Linked DNA regions of Mus musculus: region 1 is linked to region 2. A link is a contact called in public HiChIP or PLAC-seq data. All regions are on one chromosome and are shown on one strand. The core of a region is the stretch at or near the end of the contact, and the rest is flanking DNA. Distances in the headings are between cores, read along the strand shown.

Region 1 (4,011 bases), core at 458-2,957, 170 kb before region 2:
AAATGCCCAAACCCCCATCTACTCAGGAGAAAAGCACAAACAAACCCAAGTTGAAAACCATCTAAAATATCTGACCTCTGAAAGTGTAAAGGTAATGAGAAACAAGGAAAAGCAGACTGATTATATTGGATCAGACTAAAGAATACAGATGACTCACATATACTATAGCATCTCGGAGTGCAAAACAGAAAGCCATTAAACCTGGCAAACGTAAGTAGTTTAGAAAGTAGAACTGTAACAGTTTGAGTTTCTTCACTTTTACAAGTAGGCCAATTTTCCACAGTTGGGAAAGTGGGTAAATTCTTGGTAGTGCAAGGATTTTAAAACAAATATGATAGTTTAAAATTAAATTTTCTTCAGAAAGCACAGACAAAAGATCACTGTACAAGATCCCTTCTGAATCAGAACAATTGACAGCACCTTTCTGGCTACTTTCCATTTGGGAACATTCAGTCACAGACTAAAGAAGTTTTGCCTCTCTGCCTAATGATGGAGAAAACAATATCATGGTGGTGAACAATGGGTCCTGATTATAAAGATTACTACAAAGACACTGTATGTGTAACACACTCCCACTACTAAATAGACTCAATGACCTCCCACCTCATAGTAGGTTGAGTTGTTGAATGTTCCCTGTGCATCCATAAAACGAGAAATCATATCTTTTTCTGACGTTTCCAGTCTCACTTCCTGAAAAATTATGCACTGGTCATGATGAATAGCCACTGGCAAATACCATTTGGGACCATCCGAAGCTTCATTACACATTTGCCTAAAAAACAGCCTCTTTTGGTTAATATTTTTAATGCAGTTCTCAAATCCAGCTCCACTGGGATAGAGAATCAATACAGGCAACAAATGAACTCAGGAAACAAAGAAGATGAAGTATTATCACCAAGAATCAAGATCCAGGAAATGGTTTGCTTTGAGCTATTATCAGTTGCCATAAGATGCCAATCTCTACCATACAATTTACATTGAATGGTATTTATTAATAAACATATAAAAGCCTATTTAGTAAGCATTGGCAGCAGTAACCATCACCACCTTTTATCACAATGGTGTTGTTTTACTGACAATCATAATGTTCTCTACCTTTATCTCCACTACTACACATAAAGTGACTGAAATTCAGAAGGACTAAGTCATACCATCATTTGAGCCTCAAATACAGATTTCCTTCACTTTAGCCATCAAGCACTTCCAAAACTTAACATCGTTACTTCATAAGGAGTGGCACTTTTCTTGTATGAGCAACTCCACACAGATCTGACACCCATGGCAAAGCAAATGAGAGCCCAGAGAAGAGGCCATTATTTCAGCAAACCGTTAAAAACACAAGACAAAACCAAAGAAGACAAGTTAAACATTCAGTTGTTACTTAACTCTAATTGCCTCTGTTTTTCCATCTTAAAGTATGGTTCAAACCCATGTAAACATTGAACAGAAGTGATTTTTTTTCACCATGAGCCACCTGCTCAAGAGAATATCTTTCAGCTTTTTTTCTACCCTTGAATCAACATACATTGCTTTCCTTTAAAAAAAAAAAGAGTAACAAAAATGTATCTGTATGATATGCAAAAACAGACTCTCAAAAAAAAAAAAAAAAAAAAAAAGCCCAAACAGCAGTTTTGTTGTTTTCAACAGGAAACATTGAACCCAGTGAAGAAGGTGTCTGAGAAGCTGGGTAAGATGAGAGGCTCCAGTTCTGCAGACTGCATCACAGTGGTGGAGCACAGGGCAACCACAGAGGACTCAGAGGCACACTGGGTAACTCTGCCGTATACACAAATTAAGCATCACCCAAGTAACTGAAAATAAAAGATGCCACACTTGATCTATAGTACAAATATCCTTCAATACACATAACTTTTCATGCACAGAATTATCAACAGTATTGTATAAAATTATGATCAGGTTGTATATGTAAGGTCTATGTGAAACAAATTTCTTTTGGCCCTGACATGTCCCATATAAGGAGATATAAGCCAAGCATTCTAGATGTAAATCAAAGTTTAAAAAAACCTTTAAACTACATTTAAAATACATGTACATCCAAAATCTGAGGAACCAGCAATACCACTCCTTGGCATATACCCAAAAGGTGTTCCACATGCTCCATCATGTTCATAGCAGCTATATTTATAATATCCAGAAGCTAGAACAACCCAGATGTTCCTCAACAGAGGAATGGATACAGAAAATGTGGTATATTTACACAATGGTATATTTACACAACTCAGCTATTAAAAACAATGACTTCATGAAATTCTTAGGCAAATGGATGGAACTAGAAAATATCCTGAGTGAGGTAACCCAGTCACAAAAGAACACACATGGTATGCATTCACTGATAAGTGGATATTAACCCAAAACCCAGAATACCCAAGATACAATTCACAGACCACATGAAGCTCAAAAATAAGGAAGACCAAAGTGTGGCTGCTTCGGTCCTTCTTAGAAGGGGAAACAAAATACTCACAGGAGGAAATATGGTGATAAAGTGTGGAGCATAGACTGAAGGAAAGGCCATCCAGTGACTGTCCCACCTGGGGATCCACCCTATATACTGTCACCAAGCCCAGACACTATTGTGGATGCCAAGCAGTGCATGCTCACAGGAGACTGATATAGCTGTCTCCTGAGAGGCTCTGCCAGAGCCTGACAAATACAGAGGTGGATGCTCACAGCCAACCATTGGAATGAACATGGAGTCCCCAATGGAGGAATTAGAGAAAGGACTGAAGGAGCTGAAAGGGTTTGCAACCCCATAGGAAGAACATCAATATCAACCAACCAGATGCCCCAGAGCTCCCAGGGATGAAACCACCAACCAAAGAGTACACATGGAGGGACCCATCATAGCTCCAGCCACGTATGTAGTAGAAGATGGCATTGTCAGGCAACAATGAGAGAAGAGGCCATTGGTACAGTGAAGACTCGATGCCCCAATGTAGAGGAATGTCAGGGGATGGGGAGTGAAGCAGTATTGGGTGAGTAAACACCCTCATAGAAACAGGGGATGGGGGATGGGATAGGGGGTTTCCAGTTTGGAGGGAAACCAGGAAGGGGGATAATGTAAATAAAGGAAATATCCAATAAAAAAAATCAAGTGGCTATTGTCATAGCAAATAAATGACTAAATGTCAATCGCAAACAGGACATACCAAAGGAATGGAGAGAGTTTCCTCTTGTGCCCCATTTTATAGTTGGTAAAATGAAGTATGTTTTCAGACATTTGTCTATAAAATCACAGCCCTTAAAATTGCAAGAACTCTCTTCATGAAATGTTAGAGAGTAAAATGCACTGGAAAATATTACCTCAGGCTATAGCAGAATTGAGGATATGGAGAACCAGAGAGAAGAAACCAAAGATTGGGTTGTTAAGTCATTTGTCCTAGCTCAGATTTGGGGAACACGAGTGTGACTATTTTGGTTCCCATGGCAAAGAACCCAAACAAAGCATTAATAACACCATGTTTAGGGATCCAAAATAAAAAGAACAACAGCTTAACATCTATTTTCTTGAAATAGTGATTCATAGACTCTGTGAAACAGCAGTGGCAGCGGCAGCCAGTCTCTCTAGATGCTTGACTCACGGATCTCATTAATCTGGGATGCTGTGGTAGTGAGGTTCCCACTTCTGCATTCTGGTCTAGCTCCCTGCTCTCTCCTACACTGTCCCAGTTAAAGGCTCTTGTGTCGTGACTTATTCTGTGTCCTTCTGCTTGTTCATCGTAAAGCCTCCCAGATCTTTACCTCCTAAACTCTTTGTGACCACAAAGGTAGGTGACATTTGCCACACTGATGACAAGCTGTGTGACCTCAACCTCTACAAACTCAGCAAAGTTGGCGTCTTTGTTCTCACATATCTCAGAGAAAAAGTCAAATAGAAAAAAAAAACAAGGTATATTTTGTTCATAATTTAGTCAGTAATGTCATTGCCATGTCACATGTAACAGAGAAATACAGATTAAATGGCTAAAAGGTACATAAGTGCCTGTGATCGTT
Region 2 (4,422 bases), core at 1,595-4,094:
GGCATAGCTTCTATTCACGTCAAGGTTCTGGAAAGAGATGCACCATTGTCCGTTATGTATAAAGATGAAGCGTGTTCAGAACCCAGGCCCCTCGGAACAAGGCAGCTGGTGGAGTCTGCCTTCCACTCCAACACTGTCGACTATGCAACCTGTCCATTTCTTCCGTTATCATTAGCTGTAGCCATCGGTGCTGTCAGGAAGTTTGCCTCATATTGTGCTGGAGTTTCCCTTCTTTACAGCTTCCTCAAACCCTTTCTCATTGTGCACTCTGGGCCCAGCAGACACATTTCTGTACACACACCCCTCAACCTTTCTGTAGTGTGATAACTTCCCTGAGCCTTGCCAGGTAGAAGGGATGCTTAAAGTCTAAGGCTTCCTTCTTTAACGGCTTCATCCTCAATTCCGCTCCTAAGAAGAGATGCCAAGGGCTAGAGGACTGGATCTGTCATAAGACAAATTCAAATATTCGGAGGGCTTGAACCATGGGGCAGTCCATCAGTTTGCTGGGCAAAACACCCTGCACTGGGAGGTTGTGGTGGTTTGTGTACTCTTGGCCCAGGGAGTGGCACTATTAGAAGGGAGGCAGAGGCACGTGGAACCCAGTGGATCTCTGCCCAGACAGCTTCAGTTATCTGCCAAGCTCCAGACTGGTTAGACCATTCTCAAAATCAAAGGTTGCTGGTGCCTGAGGACTGACACTCAAAGCTGTCCTCTGCCTTTTACCACAACCACACACACATGCACCCATACATAGAAACATGCATGTGTGTGCGCGTTCCCGCAGACACACACACACACACACACACACACACACACACACACACTGGGAGGCATAGAGTTGTGGCTCAGTGGTAGACTATGTGATGGCACACAAAAGGCCTGTAGTTTGATCCTGAGTGCCATTTAAAAAAATCAAACAACAACAGCAGCATTCTCTACCCACAAAGGAGGAAGTTAGCATGGGATAACACATGGAGTCCATTTAGTCCATTTAAATTCCTCCTTTTTGCTATGCAATCATCAGTTGGGGAGGTGGGCTGTATGCATAATTTTCCCACCTGTGTGATCTAGTTTTCCTGATGCAGATTGGGATCGAGGTGAAATCAGACCAGTTTGAATTGTTTATGTGTGCTTAGCAGATTTGTGCACAATACTAACACATGAAGTGGCAGACACAGACAGAGGGATGGCTGCACAGTCTTCTGAGCATGGCTATTTTGGAAGGAGTGGGATCCTGTTAGAGGAAAGTAGTTGTCTCAGGGCATCTTGGAGAGGACCTATGGGAGGAGCAGGGACCCTAGCAGTGTGCTGGATTACACAGCACAGTTGTTCTGAGCCTTGTGGCATATCTATTAGACCTGAAGTATCATGTACTCTTTGTTATCAATTAGATTGCAACCGAGATCAGCCCTCTGTGTTTTAGCTAATGATGCAAAGAGAATTATTCTCACATTTCACCTGCCAAGTGTTAGTACAAAGGTCACAAGCTTACCACCCAGCCAACAAAGAGAACCACACTTCTTTTTAGAGCCCTGGGAGCAAAGAGTTATTTTGCTTCAGATGAGTTTTATTTTAAGTTGACATTGGGTAAAATGTGTTCTAATTCTCCACAAAGAGCTTGGGTCGGGTATGGATCAAATACACTGTGACTGCAATTCTTTTAAAAGACATAATTGAAAGGCTGTTCCTCCTGGGAGCAAGCATAGCTCATTATATTCTTGCAACTTCATTGATATTGAAGTTTCTCTCATTAATTTCTTTTTTCTGAACTAAATGGCACTGGAAGTGGTCAGCTTGTTTTGGCCCCTCTCCAGTCCCTCATCCCAGCTGCTGGTGACATGCCATTTCAGTGTGTTTGGCACTGTGTTAAACAACTCACCCAAAGTCCTAATCTGGGGCTTCTGAATTGCCTGTGATGGTAGCTGATTTTCAATCCTTTCTAAATGCATATATTTCACATTCGGTGGCTTGGGACATCACGGCTCACCACCTTGGTTACCATGAGCATTCTGAATTAGGCTTCTCGCAGTCATTTCAAGATTTGAATTCTGGTTCTTCCATGGACCTCATTCCTGCAGACTGGCTGGGCTTCCTATTGCTGTGAACTCATCACCCTACCAATATGATGGGGTTTGGTAGGCTCACTGTTCCTAAGCAACAAGTATTATGTATCTTAAGGGGAGGGCAGAATCAAAAAGCATTTCCTTGATCATCTTTATAGTGTCTCCATTTACAAATCTAGAAACAGAGGCATAGATGAAGTGGCAGGTTTATCTCATTGAGGACAGGTTATTAGACAAGTGTCCTTGGGTCGTGATTGTCAGCAGCAGGTATGACACTTATGAATAGAAACCTTTTTAGTCCTGAACTAAGCCACCACAGCCCTTGCATGAAGGTTTTGCCTGCATGTAGATCTGTTCACAACCTGTGTGCCTTGTCCCTCTAGAAGTCAGAACTGGGCATCAGATTCCCTAGAACACGACTTATAGGGAGCGGTGGCCCACTGTGTGGGTGCTGGAAGTTGAACTCCAGTTCTCTGCAAGAGCAGCCAGTGCTCTAAACTTCTGAGCCATCTCTCTAGCCCCACTCAGAGCTGCTTATTTTGAAGAGAGACTTAAGATGCTTGTTTTCCAAGCAGACTGCATTGCTAACTCATTGAAATCCCCCAGCCTTTGATTAAATAATAGACACAACAACTTGAGGCAATGATGGTTGGTTTTAGCTCATGGTTTGAGAGGATAAAGTCCATTATGACGGGAGGGTGTGGTGGTGGGTGCTAAGAGTGTGCAGCTTGAACTCCTCACTCACGTCTTGCTAAAACAGGAAGTCTAAACAGAATAGGAAGTAGGCCTGGGCCATAAAACCTCAAGGCCTGTCTTCTCAGAAACTTACTTCTACAAGCTAAGCCCTTCTTCCTTAAGGTTCCACAACTTCCCCAACCAGGGCCACTTGCCTTTGGGGGGTGTTTCATACTCAAACTAAAACAGTGAGTCAACACTGGTAACCTGTATCAGGACTTCCTGGCAGAGATGAGGGGGAATTTTCATGGGCTTTTATGGTTCTGATCCTGCTGATACCATGCCTAATGCCTTATAAAAATAAGAACAATGAGCCATTGACATAAAGTAATAAATAAAGTAAAGTTCTACAGTTCCCTAAAGGAAACATTGGAATGTTCAAGGAATACAATTTGGATTGGTTGGGCATACATGTCTACTGTGTGGATGACTGCATCTTTGCAAAGAGACATTCAGACATAGCAAGGAAGTGGGTGATAGAGAAGAGAGAAGACTGGAGAGGTCGAGGTATAGATTCTTGCAAAAGCAGTTTCCTTCCACCAGAATATCAAAGACTGGCTTCACCACAGCCCATTTTGCTGCACCTGGCTGATGAATACAGGCCTATTATCTTTCCTTAACTGTAGCACAAGTATTGTTCTCAAATAAAAGACTATTTAAGATCTCCTTCCATAACAGGTGTGTTTTTTCATCTAGTTTACTTCTATTCTATTTGCTTTTTCTAAGAACAACATTGACTTTCTTTGTGTTCTTTTCACCCCTCAAAAGCATTCTGTAAGAAGAGATGGTATGAAGGGTTTTCTGTGTAGAAAGCAATGCTGTTTGGTGGTATTGTCTCTGTGACTTGGGTTAACCATCCTCCATTGCTAACGAGTATTGGAAGAATAGTATAGACACTTGCTGGAGTCTGTCTGTCCAGCATCTCGTTTTCATACTGAAGAATAGCCTTCCTATATCAGGTGGTTTTTGTGAGCTACAGGAATGGCCATATGGTCTAGGGATAGCCAATTATGACATAGAGAAAAGCCATGGTCTACAGTGATTGGCCCAATGAGTAGGTCAATCAGAAACTACTCTGGATTCAGACAAACACCAGTCACCTTCTTTCTAGAACATTCTGGGTAAGAACCCAGAATGCACAAGGAGTCCGATGTCCATCTTGGCTGCCACACACAGAGGAAATGACTACAGTGACAGAGAGAGTCAACCTGGAGAATCAGAGGGCAGGAGGCTGTTCCAGGCTGTGCTTGAAGCTGGTGTCCAACCCTCGAAATCCTGCTTATTTGGTTATGTAAATTATCCTTCTCAGCACTTGCAGTTATAGGCAAGATCCCACCTCTTTTAGACCCAAACACTTTTATGTCATGTAGGACTTGGGTTGCATTGCTTCCCTCTTGAGAGTCAACCAGACACCTTGAAAGATGAATATAATGGTTAGTTTTATTAATGCTGTGACCATAGGCCAGAGAAAACCAACTTACAGGAGGAAGGTTGTCTCTTGGCTCAGAGATTTTAGTTTATGGTCTTTGGCTCTAGGTTCTGGCTCATGATGAATCAGGACATTATGGCATAGAAAGAGGGGGCTCTTTACACCAAAGAGGGCAAGGAACAGAGAATGCAACAA

Evidence for each region. HiChIP or PLAC-seq counts read pairs in DNA pulled down with a chosen protein or histone mark.
Region 1: a contact with region 2 is called in a BATF HiChIP or PLAC-seq map of CD8 T cells, with 14 read pairs. The contact joins two enhancer-like sites. A contact is called at or near these places in 1 of 484 Hi-C or Micro-C datasets (nephron progenitors), 1 of 115 datasets of contacts at active chromatin or transcription factors (CD8 T cells) and 1 of 9 other capture datasets (adipose tissue).

Annotation. Positions count from the first base shown.
Region 1 is chr7:74,661,722-74,665,732 of GRCm38.p6, reverse strand. No RefSeq gene overlaps it. Among named protein-coding and RNA genes, the nearest start is that of Gm39037, 37 kb to the right of the region's middle. Within about 2 kb of position 1,707, at least 10 of the 459 cell types and tissues checked have an H3K27ac peak or open chromatin away from gene starts, as enhancers often do. A contact at or near this core is called in CD8 T cells, where this site is marked.
Region 2 is chr7:74,495,858-74,500,279 of GRCm38.p6, reverse strand. The region is part of intron 2 of Slco3a1 (solute carrier organic anion transporter family, member 3a1); the gene reads left to right. Among named protein-coding and RNA genes, the nearest start is that of Slco3a1, 57 kb to the left of the region's middle. Within about 2 kb of position 2,844, at least 47 of the 459 cell types and tissues checked have an H3K27ac peak or open chromatin away from gene starts, as enhancers often do. A contact at or near this core is called in CD8 T cells, where this site is marked.